2 separate regions of the Mus musculus genome follow, and region 1 is linked to region 2. Evidence: chromatin contacts called from public promoter capture Hi-C data. All regions are on one chromosome and are shown on one strand. The core of a region is the stretch at or near the end of the contact, and the rest is flanking DNA. Distances in the headings are between cores, read along the strand shown. Region 1 holds the start of Alpl (alkaline phosphatase, liver/bone/kidney). Region 2 holds the start of Rap1gapos (RAP1 GTPase activating protein, opposite strand).

Region 1 (6,605 bases), core at 1,037-3,536, 90 kb after region 2:
TGTCCCAGGGCAGGTCACTGTCCCTTCAAGAGGTTTCTTCATATGCAAGAAAGGATAACATCTCCTGTCTGTGCAGGATAGAACAGGAAAGGACCTGGTGCTGGGCTTTGTGGGCAATGAGGTAGAGGTGGGTGGCAGGAGATTCCTGGGCTATTCCCAGCCGGGAGCTCCAGGCTCCCCTCCCAGGCTGTGTCCGGGAGGGAGGAGGACACCCAAGTGACAGTAAGGAAGGCTGAGTGCTTCCTCCCTGTCCAGCCCATCAAGGAATGGGCAGAGCCTGGGCAAAGGTGGTTGACAGGATCGCAGGGTTCAGAGGCAGTGACATAACCCTGTACACACTGATGCAATCTCTGCTGAGACTGGAGCTAGGGACAGCCACTGCTTTCTAAAGTATGTGAACCCGCTAAACATGTTGCAGGCTGTACAGCATGCTCCCCACCAATAGGGTCTACAGACCAAAGACTTCCAGCTCCTGTACGCCCTCAAGGAGAATCCCGAGCCACCGTGAGAGCAGAGCTGTGGCCAGATCACACAGTTTCACCCCATCTTGTTAGTACTATGTACTGGCTGCTCACTGTGACAACAGTGTGACATCTTGATCCCTTTTTTGGGGGAACTACGTCATCTTCATTCTACCATGTGACACTCAAATTTTCAAAGCCTGAAAAGAATTTATTATGCCAATGTTCGCCTCAATGAGTTGGGTGGGGGGAAGGGGTCGTTATTTACTGTTCCCTTCTCAGCACCTCGATCAGAGTTTAGCGCACAACTGATGCCTGGTAAGTATGTGTGGATCGAAGACACTCACTGTCTGGCCTATCGGGTCTTTTGATTCACTGTAGTCTTAACATATAGATGGGACCATCACTGACATGGCTGCGAACCAGCCCAGACCTGTCTCACTCCACCAGTAGGCTTCTGAGAAGCTGTGTTCTCCCCTAAGGGAACCAGAGACGGTTCAGGAATTGGAAAAGGAGGCAGAGACAGGAGACGGCCAGGGAGTGGGAGAGGAAAGAGCTGACTGGGGAGACCAGAGAGGCTTGGAGGGTGAAGGGCATACTGGGGGGGGGCTCTCCTTAATCTCCTGGGCTGTGGAGAATGGGCAACAGGGTTCAATGCCTAATGTCATTGCCTACATTGTCTAAAACTCTCTGTCCCTATTTGTAGTCTGTCAGGTGTCAGAGCAGTCCTTATCCAGCATTTAATAAACAGTTGCCCTAATTCTCAACCAGACTGAGAATCTGAGGCTGCCTGAGGGGGGGTCTTTGAATTCTTCTTGGAGCCAAACGTTCTTTCAGGCCTGAGAATAATCCCTCTGTTATATGTATGTGTGTGTGTGTGTGTGTGTGTGTGTGTGTGTGTGTGTGTGTGTGTGTGTGTGTGTATGATTTTGAGACCTAATCTTCCTAGAGTGTTAGAGTGGCCTCGAACTCACAGAGATCCTCAGCCTCCAGACTGCCAGCATCTCTCCAGAGTTGCCGCGCCAGCTTTCCTTTTTAATCAGGATTCACAGGCATACCCCAGAGTCCTTTGCAAGTCTTCCTTCCTCAGGCCCATTACGCGTTGAAAAGGATTACCATGGACAATGTGGGAGTAAGAATGAGGTTTTTTTCCTCCGTCTTGGGTCCTGCCGCTGTGACTGTGCCTTTAACCCTTTCTTACCCGCGCTGGGCAAGGCAGCAGCCCCACTCTCACCTGCACACAGCCTGGAACCGTTCACAGGCTCCTTCCGTTTCCTGGGCTCCCCCACTCTCAGACAGACACTAGCACGCGGTCTCCGATCTCTCCCGCCAAAGATCGCAGCACGTGCCTTCTTCCTGCTGCTCCCCAACTACTTTAGACACCAACGGGACAGAGTGCCAAGGGACCACGAAGGGCGCAGCTGTGGACTACGGAGGCGCGTGGGCACCGGGAGCAGGTGCTTAGCACGAGGGTGAGGTCCTGGGTAGCGGCTCAGCGGGCGCCACGTCCATCATCCTGCCAGGCCACAAGAGATGCGCGCGGAGTCCGGAGCGGGAGGTCGTGGGTCCCCAGGGAGCCTGACCTTCCACGTGTCCCCACCGTGGCTGGGACAGTCACTGCGGGACCGGCGGAGCGCGCGCGTGGGAGTCGCGCAAGCCACGGGCGCAGCATGCTTTCCTTACCTGCAGGCACTCGTGGGGAGGGTCTGTTCCGGCTCGCGAGCGGCAGCCCTAAGGAGCGCAGTGGCGGGAGCGTACTCTGGCGGCCACCTCCCCCGCCTGCTTATGAAGGCGGCCTGGCCGAGCACCCGCCGGCCTCCCCGCCCCCGGCCGCCCCGCCCCCGGCCCGCACCCCGAGCCCCAGGCGGGTGCCTCTGCGTTGCCAGGGCGCCCCCTGCCGGGAGCGCGGCGCTCGACCCGGCCCGTAGGGCTGCAACAGGCAGGGTAACCCGCCTTGCCTCTCTCTTTCCCTGCGGCTCATCCTGGCTTCAGGGTGCAGCTGGCTTGTCTTTAGGTTTGATTTCTCTGTAGGAGACTTTGTCCCTCGATGGTTGTCTTCCTGTGCCTGACCCTGCGCGTCTGTGAACCCACCTGGCTCCTTTTTTCTGTGCGTCTTTCTGCCTACACATCCTTGTCCGTCACCATGTGCACCTCTGAGCCTCACACCCTTACCCCTTTCCTATCCACTTTCTCTTTTGCCCTTAACTAAGTCAGTAGGAAGCAGAAGGAGACCCCTTGGACAGGGCCCTCCCTCCCTAATATCTGAAGAAACAGGGACTCAGGACATTCTGTCTGTCCCAGCCAGAAGCCCCAGGACCTGCCCGGGGCAGACCACTTCCCAGGCAGTGGAGCCAGACTGTCTAGGCCCACAGGCCTGCTCTGGTGACTTCGGGGGACTGGCCAAGGCTCTATAACCCGCAGACACTATCCCCTGGTTTTTCTTCCTTCACGTTATTGGGAGAGTTATAAGAGACCGAGTTTGGAACATGCACAGGAAACAAGGAAAGGCAACCGCTGGGTGCCAGTGGGCCTTATCCAGTTCCCCAAGGGCCACCACCTCCCTTCCCCTGAAAGCCAGTCTGGTTTTGAAGTCTCTGATTCGTTTCCTACTGTGAACTCCTGGAGGTAGGTTTGAATGCCACCACCATTTGAATACTTCCTCATTTCCTCCTAAGAGGAGGGTCTTATCATCGCTACTGAAGCTGACAAAACCCATCTGTACCTCTAATCCCCAACAGCCAGAGATTTGAAAGCAAAGATCAGGTTTCCCTGAACTCCATCTTCCTGGGCACCTAGGATTGATCACTTCTACCCTGAAGTTCCGTCTTAGGTCCAGGCATCTTCTATATGAGCTCTACTATTGAGCCCATTTTACAGGAGGAAAAGCAAGGCCCAGAGACAACATGTGACCTCATCGGTAAGTTCAGGGCCGGAACTGGAGCCTGATGCCAAAACCCAGGAATGCCTGGGTTTGTTTTCATTTGTTCTTGTATTTTAATAATTAATGCTGTTTATTTACAGCGGTGCTAGGAAATTTCCCTTGAGAAATAAGTTTATGTTTTTACAAAGTGAGACCAAGTATTGGGTAAATTACTCCTTATTTATGTATTTCATAGCAAGGTCATAATGGCAAAAGCCATTGGGGCGGTGAATAAATGAAACTTTGGTCATTTCCCGGCAGTCCTCGTCTGTAAGGAGCTGAGAGTTAAGACAGCAGTGAGCTCAGAACACAGCACTTGGCAATTACTTGCTAGCTAGCGCCAAAGGGCTCAAGATGACAAAAGGCTGGAGATTGTATCTGTGTGCCGAGGGACATCCGCATCATAAATGATCCCCCTTCCCAACATTGGCAGAGCTGAGAAGCTGAAGCAGCAGGCGCTGAAGGCTGAAGGGTCCTGTCTCTTACCACGGAGCCCCTCTCCTCTGCCCCCAACACCACACATGGAGAATGAGCAATTCTGGCTTGACTTATGGCTAGCCTGAGTCCATTGTGTCTTCATGGAGAATCGAAAGCACTCTCCAAGGGATCGGAGTGGCTGCTGATCTCCTTCTGCCACCTTCTTCGCTACACTTTCCCTGTTGTTGGTCTCTGACCCTCTAGAATTCAGTTGAAGAATTCAGCTCAGTGGTACAGCATTTGCCTATGTGCAGGAGACCCTGGGTCCCAGATTCAGCACAGAAGGAAGCAATCACCTGAGATGGTGTCTCCCAGCATCCCTTGCTTCCCTGATCTCTGGGTACCACTTTTGATGCAAGGAGGGGGGTCAGGCCTTCACATCAGGAGCCCAAACCCGCCCCCACCCCACCCCACCCCCTGCCCTAGCTCTGTCCTGGCTGGTTGGTAGGCTGACAAGGTACCTCTGGTTAAGCTGTTTGGTCCAGAACATTTGTAAATGGAGCCCAGATTCTGCAGGGCCAGGCCTGCTCAGCCGGTGGAAGCAGCCCCTTACATAGAACTCTCGCCGTCTTTTCTCCAGGGTACGATTCCGAGAAATAGGAAATGGCACCACCTGACCTCCAAGCTCCCGTGCCTGAGAGCTGTTCGTTCTTTCTCTTTGTCCATATTGACTTCATGCCATGAGCTCCCTGCTTGAAGTAAGGCCCAAGTTTCATAGTCACAGCTGGGTTGACTCACACACCTGTAATCCTAATATTCAGAGGGTTGAGGCAGGAGGATCACAAATCCAAGACCAAACAACTGCAGAGAGAGACCATATCTAAAAAAAAGGGGTCAGGGATACCAAGTAAGAGCCAGGGGTCCAGAAGCTTAGAGTAGGGACCTCAGTGGACAAGGACAAAGGAGAGGAGACAGCTGGGCCCCTGGGGGTAGGAAAGACATCTGAACTCTGGTAGGTGTTTAAAGGTGTGATTGTTATGTTTCAAGCAAAGCTCCGGTTTTGTGACTCCCGGGGCTCCCTCTGGCCCCACCTTCAACTCAGTATAAAAATGAACTTGGAGATTTGGATGGAGGGGCCTGCTGTATGGCTTCCTGAGTCCACACAGTGGGTCAGGCCGCCCAGAGCAGCCCTACATCCAGAATGGGGAGTAAAGTCCAGTAAAGTCCATCCTGAGCCGTCGGCTGAGGAACACTTCCTTTGTGCCTGTCAACCAGATGCAAAGCTCTTCTTCACAGTAAGCCTCATTTGGTAACCATGGAGGCAGACTCTCTAGCACCACTCTCCCCCTAACCCTCTCTTTAAGAGGAGGGTCTCACTGAAGATTGGTGACACACACCTTCAATCCCAGCACCTGGGGGGCAAAGGCAGGCAGATATTTGAGTTTGAAGCCAGCCTGGGAGAGAGAGAGATTGAGAATCATGTTGCCCAGGATAGCCTCAGACTGATATGTAGTCAAGGATAGTCCTTCTGCCTCCACTTCCTGCATTGCATGCTGGGATTGCACACGTGTGCTACCACATATGTGTATGTTCTGCTAGGGGTTGAGCCCAGGGCTTCATGTATGCTATGTGAGTACTCTACCCTCTGAGCTATATTTCTAGCCCCACTGGGGTAATCTTAAACTCCCAATCTACTGCCTCTACCACCCATGTGCTGAGATCACAAGAACAGACCATCTTGCTCAATTCATGAAGTGCTGGCCCTTGCCCTTGTCTGGTGAACACTCCCCTAACTAAGCTACATCCCTAACTCCATTCTCTCTCTTCAAAAGAGGACACATTCAGCTCCGCTAGGACAGGTTAAGCACTTTTACACATTCCACAGAGGTTTATTAGGTGCCGAGTATGTGGTCAAAGCTGCTCCAGGAAGTACAGATACATGGTAACAATGTGAAGGTGAGGGGCATTCTCAGGAGTCAGCTGACAGAAACAATGCACATCATGAGTGAGTAGGTTACTGGCTACAGAGATGATAAGGGCAGGAAGCCAGAGCAGATAGATCCAGGTGTGCTGAAGAGCCAACTCTAGCACCTGACAGAGGGAGAAAAGAGAAGGCTGGCCTTGGCCACTCAGACAGGAAGGAAAATCCAAACCCGGGGATAATCTAGGTTCTTATGCAGTATGTAACATACTCTCCTGGGGCCAAACATCCAGTCCTAAGCTTAATTTGATCCTGCCTCTCCCATCCCCCATCCCCCACTCCCCATCCGCCCATCTCCCCTACCCACCCCCACCCCCGTCTAATCTCATCTCTGGTTGTTTGTCCTCATACCATTTTCCATCATGGGCAGACCCACATCTGGTCCCCTCACACATACAACTCTACTTCCCTAGGCCCCCATATGTCAGCCCTGCTCCCAGCTCCTGGCCCACAGGGTGTCTGTCCTCCAGCCCCAACTGCCCTTTGAGGAAGTCCTTCTGACAAAGGCCCGGAGGAGTCCGCCCTGTAAGAAAAACCTCATTGTCCACCAAACAGTGCGCCCGTTTTTGTCCTTAGTTCTCAAGGGACTTGTGAGCTGGGACTCCAGGCTGGGAGAGGGAGCATACAACTTCCTACTCTCAGGCCCGCAGAGGCTGCAAGCCAAGAGCAAAAGGTCAAGGCTGCCTTCTAGGAGCCGGATCCCAGAGGCCAGGGCAGACGCAGGCAGGCACAGCAGCCACCCTTCGCCACAGTAAGTCAGGAAAGCCGGCTTCTCTTAACAGTAGTGAGAGAGCGTGGCTGTGTGTGAGACAGCAGAGGAAAGATC
Region 2 (6,751 bases), core at 4,168-6,667:
CAATGAGGGCCCCAGCCAGTGAGTAAGATGGCTCCCTGGGCAAAGTAGCTTGCCGCCAAGCCCAAGGACCTGAGTTTGATCCCTGGGACTGTAGTGGAGGGAGAGTACCAATTCCTACGGAGTGGAGTTGTCCTCTTATCTCCACACACGCCTCATGGTCGGCTCTGCTACTTGATCCTGACATCTCTTCAGCTGTCCACAGCGTGTGATGAGCAACACTCAGCCCTCAGGCTGGGAAGGAAGGCTCTGTCAGGCTTGGGCCCTGGGGACTGACCACGCATTACAGGGTTTAGATTTTTGGCTCTGGAGATTATAAACGTGGGTGCTCTGCGGGTGGGTGCCCGTTCTGAGCTTCAGTTCCCCCATGTAGGAGTTGGGCAGTTTGAGAATGCTACCTCGTCAGACTGTAAGGCTTTTGTTAAGACTGTCCTTCCATCCCTCAGGGCTGAAGACAGGATGTCCCTTGCCCTAGTCCCACCCCTGGCTTCCCCCAGCCCTTAGGACCCAGCTGTGGCTTATTAGAAGAATTGCCTTGCTGGGGGCAGGGACAGGACTCTGGCCAAGAGAGAAAAGTGAGCCTGGATGGGGTGGGGGTGGGGCTAGGGGCGGGGTCTAAGTGGAGGATGAAGCTGGAGCATCTCCCCACAGCTGTGAAAGCTTCCAGCCTCAGCAGCTCTGAGAGAGATGGACATGGAAGCAGGCGAGGAAGAAGAGGAGGAAGAGGAGGAGAAGGAGGAGGAGGAGGAGGAGGAGGAGGAGGAAGAGGAGGAGGAGGAGGAGGAGAAGCTGTTCTATTAGCTGACCTCAGTGGTCAAAGTCTGATTCTATGGCCAACAAATGGGTAGACAGAAGGTACCACTTACGAAGCCTGGCTGTGGAAGCCACCATCCCACGCAGCCAGGGGATCCCAGGACAGTCACTAAGAGCACCCAGCCTAGCTCCAGCTTTGCTCCTCGGTGCTTCCTGGCCACTAAGCACATTCTCTGTTACACTCCGTGATCACCAGCTGTGCTTGGTGAGGATCTGAGTTCAGATCCCCAGCACCCGGGTAAAAAGCTGACGCAATGGCACACATCTTTAACCCCAGTTCTGAGCAGACAGAGATAGGAGGATGCCTCGGCCTCACTGGGCAACCACGATATCCAGGTCACTGAGCTCCAGATTCAGTGAGAGCTCTGGGGGCTGGCGAGACGGCTCAGCAGTTAAGAGCACTGACTGCTCTTCTGAAGGTCCTGAGTTCAAATCCCAGCAACCACATGAAGGCTCACAACCATCTGTAATGAGATCTGATGCCCTCTCTGGTGTGTCTGAAGACAGCTACAGTGTAGTCATATATAACAAATACATAAATCTTAAAAAAAGGAAGATGGAGATCAACTGAGGAAGACACACGACATCACACACACACACACAGTGAGAATAAGTAACCCCAGATTCCAGTACACTAAGGGCAGAGTGGGTCTTCACAGAATCTACCAGAACACTTCCCTGGGCCTTTGTCTAATCATCCACCCATATCTCTCCTCCCCTTCCCCACTGTCAGTACACTTTATGCCGACAGACATTATGTTTAGTGCATTCCCTCGCTCACTAACCTTCCATGGCTTCCTACTGCCCATGTCCAGAAAGGACATCAGTCAACAACTACTCTATGGGGTCCTACTTGGGAGCGAGTTCTTTGCGTGAATACCTATGACTGCCCAGCCATGGTGATGAATTGTTTTAGAGACCGAAGCCCAGAGGAGCTGATATGTCCTGGACTCAAGGTGCACCAGCCAGTAGGTATCTGAGACCACGCCCACATTGATGCTATGGGCTTCAAAGGCTGCTGCCTCTTGAATCAAGTCATGCCAGAGCACAATCCTGGCAGTTGACAGCCCCGGAGGGTAGGGGGTCCCCTGTGCTAAACAGAGTTGACACCCCTGGGGGTGGGCAGGAGTTCCCGTGCTAAGCAATGTTGAAGCTGGTTCCTATGGTGCAGGAAGAGGCAAAGGGGCTTAGAACTTGCCAGAGTCTCTTTTGAGGCCCAGATCAGATATATGGTCCTCCCTTTCCTGGGTGTGCCTTCCTGGCTCTGCCTGACTCAAGCCTGCCACAGGCCACCGAAGTTCCTCTGGAAGGTGACTCACTCTCTCTGGACTAGCCTGCCTTGGTGGAACTGGGGCAGGTAGGAATACAGCCATGTCAGGTTGGCCTCCGGCATCGACTAAAGCCAGGCCTGCTTCACCAGGCCACAGGTTCCTTGGATCCGGGAACCAATGGGCCTGTCTTCCTCTTGACATGGGAGGTGGACTCAGCAGGCTCGTGCGGGAGACAGGCGCTGACTTCACCCTTCGTAGACCTGTCCCCTGTCTGTGGGTGTAACATTGTCCAGGCTTAGAGTCCGATGGGTCGTGGACAGAAAGGCCTGTTGTGGACTGGCTGGGTGACCTCTGTGTACATCCTACTCCATGTCCTAAAATGGAAGTGAGACGGTGCATGCCTGCAAGGTCAAGGTGCACCCACTGTGTGGCACACTCACTGGCATCAATAATAGCAGTCCTAAAACTGTTGCCCACTAAAGACTCTAGGAGGGACCCAGAGAGATGGGGACCCTCATAGTTCCTGCTTCTATAGCAATGCTTGCTGTCTCTACCTCAGTCCCCCAGTCTTTAGAATGGGCTAAAGAACCAGTAGAGAACTTGGGGGTCCATAACTCTGACCTCTGGGAGGAAAAGCCTGCTTGTCAGCCCTGCTTGCGAAGAGCCTCCCGCCCTTCCTCTCCCAGAGTGCACAGCCCTTCCTACCTGCTTTGCTCGCCGACTCTCAAAGGACTCTTCTGCCCCAAGACTCCAAATCTCCTAACCTGGGGCTCTCCCTGACCTCAGACTCTCTTTCTCTTCTAGGAGGAGTGATGGGCAGAAGCAGAGTTTCCCTCAGGCACTAAACCTGTTACTGGTGGACTCAGTTCCCTCCCACCCTGCTTCACCCTACCCTAAGGTAAGTGACCCCTAACTTATGACCCCGGTCTGCCCCCCCCACCATGCCAGGGCTAGGAGATGCCTACATGTAACTATTGGGAAGATGTAAAATGTTTAGGTCGATGCCCTTGGGGCTTAGTCCCCAAAAGGACACCACTCCTGGCTGTTGGGTGGCCTGTGTTGTCTCCGAGAATTGAACCAGGATCTGTATAAATGCTAAGCATGGGACTTAGAGATAAACCACTAAGGTCGATGGCTCCTTGGCCTCCTCTTCCGTATCACCACGGCCACAGCTGTCCCCACTAGAGTCCAGATGTGATAATAGCCCCTGCCTACCAGACCACACGCACCAGGATTCCATGAAAGGTATCTCTCTCCAGTAGCCCAGGCAGGTTCTGGCTCCAAGTCCTGTGGTGAAAACCTTTCTGTTGCTATCAACAGCCAAGGTTTGCCAGGTACTTACTTAGTACCAAACATAAAGGACACACACTCTGTCCCCGGAAGCCATGGTCAGTCCATGGGATGTATTACTCAGGAGCCTCTGCAGAATATCAGGGGCAAGTGGGGGGGGGGTGCAGCTGGTGATTCAGGAGGTTCATTCGGTTGGCATTGCATAACAGTGTCTGGCCTGTAGGGCTGCTCTGCCCCTTAGTGAATCACTCTGTGCTGTGGCCATTGTCATTCAAATGCAAGCCCAGAGATGCTGTTATTTGTCCAATGGGCTCCAGGCTAGAGACTGTGGGGCCAGGACTGGCTGATATGTTCTGGCTCCTGTGTGGCTTGTGAACTTTCCAGTACAGGGGAATGACCCCTTGCTATGGCACACCTTGCCACCTGACCCTTTCATCAACCTCAGGCAAGAGGGCATGTTCTCAACCAGGATCCAAATGTTCAGAGAGGTGAAGGGCTCTTCCCTAGGTTTGCCCAGTCAGGAAGGGTCCAGGCACCTCCCCCAGAGCTCTGCCCTACAGTAAGGACTGACACCTTTCCTAGGCCAGGAGGATGAAGGTCCAAGAAATGTCTTCTATGCATAGGACCTCCATCTCCATGGAGAACCCAAGCAAGGATGCTATCAGTAGCACAAGGGCTCCTGAGACCTCCTGCCTTCCCTGGAGGGCAACAGCCCTGGACAAGGCTACAGTAGTCCTCAGGAAACAGCCACTTGATGGCAGCCACTTGCTTGAACAGCTGGGTTTGAGAGTGAGGCTTCCCCCTGGCCATGGGACTGTTGTTTGTCCTGCCTGGGTTTTGGCCCTTCCATCTGGAGGGAAGGCTAATGTTGCAGATCCTCGGAGCCTGAGGCTCAGAGAGCCCAAGGTGGGCCCTTCAGTTACCAAGGAAGCCGCTATCCTTCAGCCTCCTGGCCTCCACCCAGTTGGCTCCCACTTTCCAATCATGCTAACGCAGCGCAGACAGTGAGCTTCAGACCGCCACAGCCCCACAGTGCACCCCTCCTCCAGACTAGGACCCATTCTGTGAACTGAAACCAGCTCCCAGAGTGACTCATTTGGATTTCCAGCAGGCTATTGGTGAGCTGAGGGAACCTGCCTGGGATACTCTCCAGTTTTCCTCAATACCCTATTCTGTTACATATTTACAATGATACTGGAACCAGTTTGAGGGGCATGTAACCTCCCTGTACCTAAGGGCAAGTCCCACCTCTAACATAGAGTAGACAGCTGCTGCTGCTACTGTTGCTCCTCCCCTCCTCTGCCTCCTCCTCCTCCTCCTTCTCTTTCTTCTTCTTCTTTAGTTTTTCAAGACAGGGTTTCCTTGTGTAATGCTGGCTGTCCTGGAACACACTCTGTAGACCAGGCTGGCCTTGGACTCACAAAGATCTACCTGCCTCTGTCTCCTGAGTTCTGGGACTAAAGGTGTGTGTCACCATTGCATGGCTGAGAGTGTCTTCTCTATTGACCTTGCCAGCTCGTCACTGGGCAGCGCCTTTGGAAGTGCTTTGGAAATAATCAGTATTACTGTGTCCCCAGAGCTGTGCAGGGGTTGTATTTTCTTTTCTTTGGGGAGCCACATTTAAATAGACACCGAGCTACCCTCTGCAGTACTCAGGGACTGTAAAATCTGCATACATGTGCATACTTGGCCTACCTATACCTAACCTGGGAGCCAGACCACATTCAGACAGACAGACAGACACAAGTACATATATCTATAGTGTATTCAGACTTGCTCATGAACACATAAAGGAGATAGAAAGTAAATACCCCCCCAGGCGTCCCTACCCACCCCTTCCTACCCACGGGTACTTCTATGCTACAGCAATGCAGTATGTCACGTAGAGCCACGACTAGCCTTGGAGACACACATGTACACAGATAAGGACCTAGACACATACGCAGGCGGCATCCACTCTACCTGGCCTACATATCGCCGGTGATTTGAGCAGCTTTGGCCTCCCCCAGGGCCACGGTAGGAAAAGATGCTCTTCTGGCTGCATTGTGTTGGGTACCCGGAAGTGTGCAGGCCTGGAAGTGGTTGCATAAATCAATATTTGCTGTTGTTAATTATTAAAGCCAAAGCTACTCGGTGTCTGGAATGCACATCTCTGGTGTTCCCGCTGGCTCTCTAGGTCTAAACCTGACCCTGGGCCAGGTCTGGGAGGGCAGGGAAAGTGCTGCCTGCCTTCCTTTCAGGAGCTCCCTGGCCCTGGGGACAGAGGGTAGTAGACAGCACTTCTGGGAAGCTGTAGGAGATCTGCCCCCCGCCCCTAGCTGGAGGACAGTCCTGCCCCTAGAGCATCCAGACTTCTCCAGCATCTGTCTTGGGGTCTGTCCCTGCTGCAGACTGGCTGCACCAGCCTAAGACACAAGGACTTCAGGGTCAAGTTGGGGGTGGGGGGTGTCGTTTCAGAAGCCTTGTAATTTACAGATGGTAAACTGAGCCAATGGAGGTGCCAGAGACTCTGCAGCTTCAGACTCTTCCAGGGATCCCGGGGTTTTCTAGCAAAAAAAGCTATTGCACCTCTTGGAATATGATTTTCTAGTGAAGACATTTGTACCTCCTTGGTTATGGCGATCTGGTGAGACACGCAAAGGGTCCAGCAAAGAAAGTGCTTAAGCACCATCTCCAGTACTCCTGCATTCCCTGGGCACAGCTGTCCCAAGAACCTTGTCCTTGAAGCCCAGAGGCAGGGTCTCCAGTCTGGGAAGACACAGCTGCTCACAGAAGTGCCTGAGGCTTCCCGCGCGCAGGCGCAGTGTCCTGGGCCCCTTGCCCGGCCGCCCCGCGAGTGGGCGTGGTGGCCTTCCGCCCCGCCCCTCCTCCGCGCCTCCCGCACCTGGCGCCCCGCCCCCTCGGGCCCGGCAGCAGGGTGAGCCCAGAGAAGGCAGAGCGGCGGCGGGCGGGACAGGAGCGCAGAGCTCGGGCTACGGGGCCCCGGGCCGGGCCGGCTTACAGCGCCGCCGGGGCTGGGGCTCGGGATGGCGCAGCCGCGGCCCCCAGCGCCCCATGGCCGTCCGCGGAGGGGCTCGTTGCCGGCGGGGGCCGGCTGGCAGGTGAGGACCCTGGCAGGGGCGGCCTGGCCGACTGGGGACCCAGGGCCATCAGTCAGCCTTACTACCCAGAGTCTGGCAGTCTGTGCCTGAACCCCGTCACGGTGGGTGTGTATGTTTTTGGACTGACACCCGAACTACACGGAGCACCCTAGTGTTTTCCAAAGCTGCCCCTGGGTCAGACGTAGGGACACTGTGGCCATGGGCTGCAGTGACACTGGGTGTGTGTTTAACTGTTGTTGGGACTGCCTGCTGCCTTTTCCACACAGATGGAGCGATATC

Evidence for each region. Capture Hi-C pulls out chosen DNA fragments and counts their contacts.
Region 1: a contact with region 2 is called in a promoter capture Hi-C map of adipose tissue. The contact joins the promoter of Alpl here to the promoter of Rap1gapos in region 2. A contact is called at or near these places in 15 of 39 promoter capture datasets (the 3T3-L1 cell line, the C10 cell line, cranial neural crest and 9 more), 1 of 484 Hi-C or Micro-C datasets (nephron progenitors), 8 of 115 datasets of contacts at active chromatin or transcription factors (the 230-238 cell line, differentiating embryonic stem cells, embryonic stem cells and 1 more) and 4 of 9 other capture datasets (adipose tissue, liver, macrophages and 1 more).

What each region holds. Positions count from the first base shown.
Region 1 is chr4:137,794,098-137,800,702 of GRCm38.p6, forward strand. Alpl (alkaline phosphatase, liver/bone/kidney) reads right to left here and starts at 2,287. Exons shown (of 12, transcript NM_007431.3): 1 at 2,145-2,287.
Region 2 is chr4:137,701,189-137,707,939 of GRCm38.p6, forward strand. Rap1gapos (RAP1 GTPase activating protein, opposite strand) reads right to left here and starts at 5,418. Exons shown (of 2, transcript NR_138594.1): 1 at 5,334-5,418. Rap1gap (Rap1 GTPase-activating protein) reads left to right here and starts at 6,279. Exons shown (of 24, transcript NM_001379234.1): 1 at 6,279-6,472. The coding sequence starts at 6,398.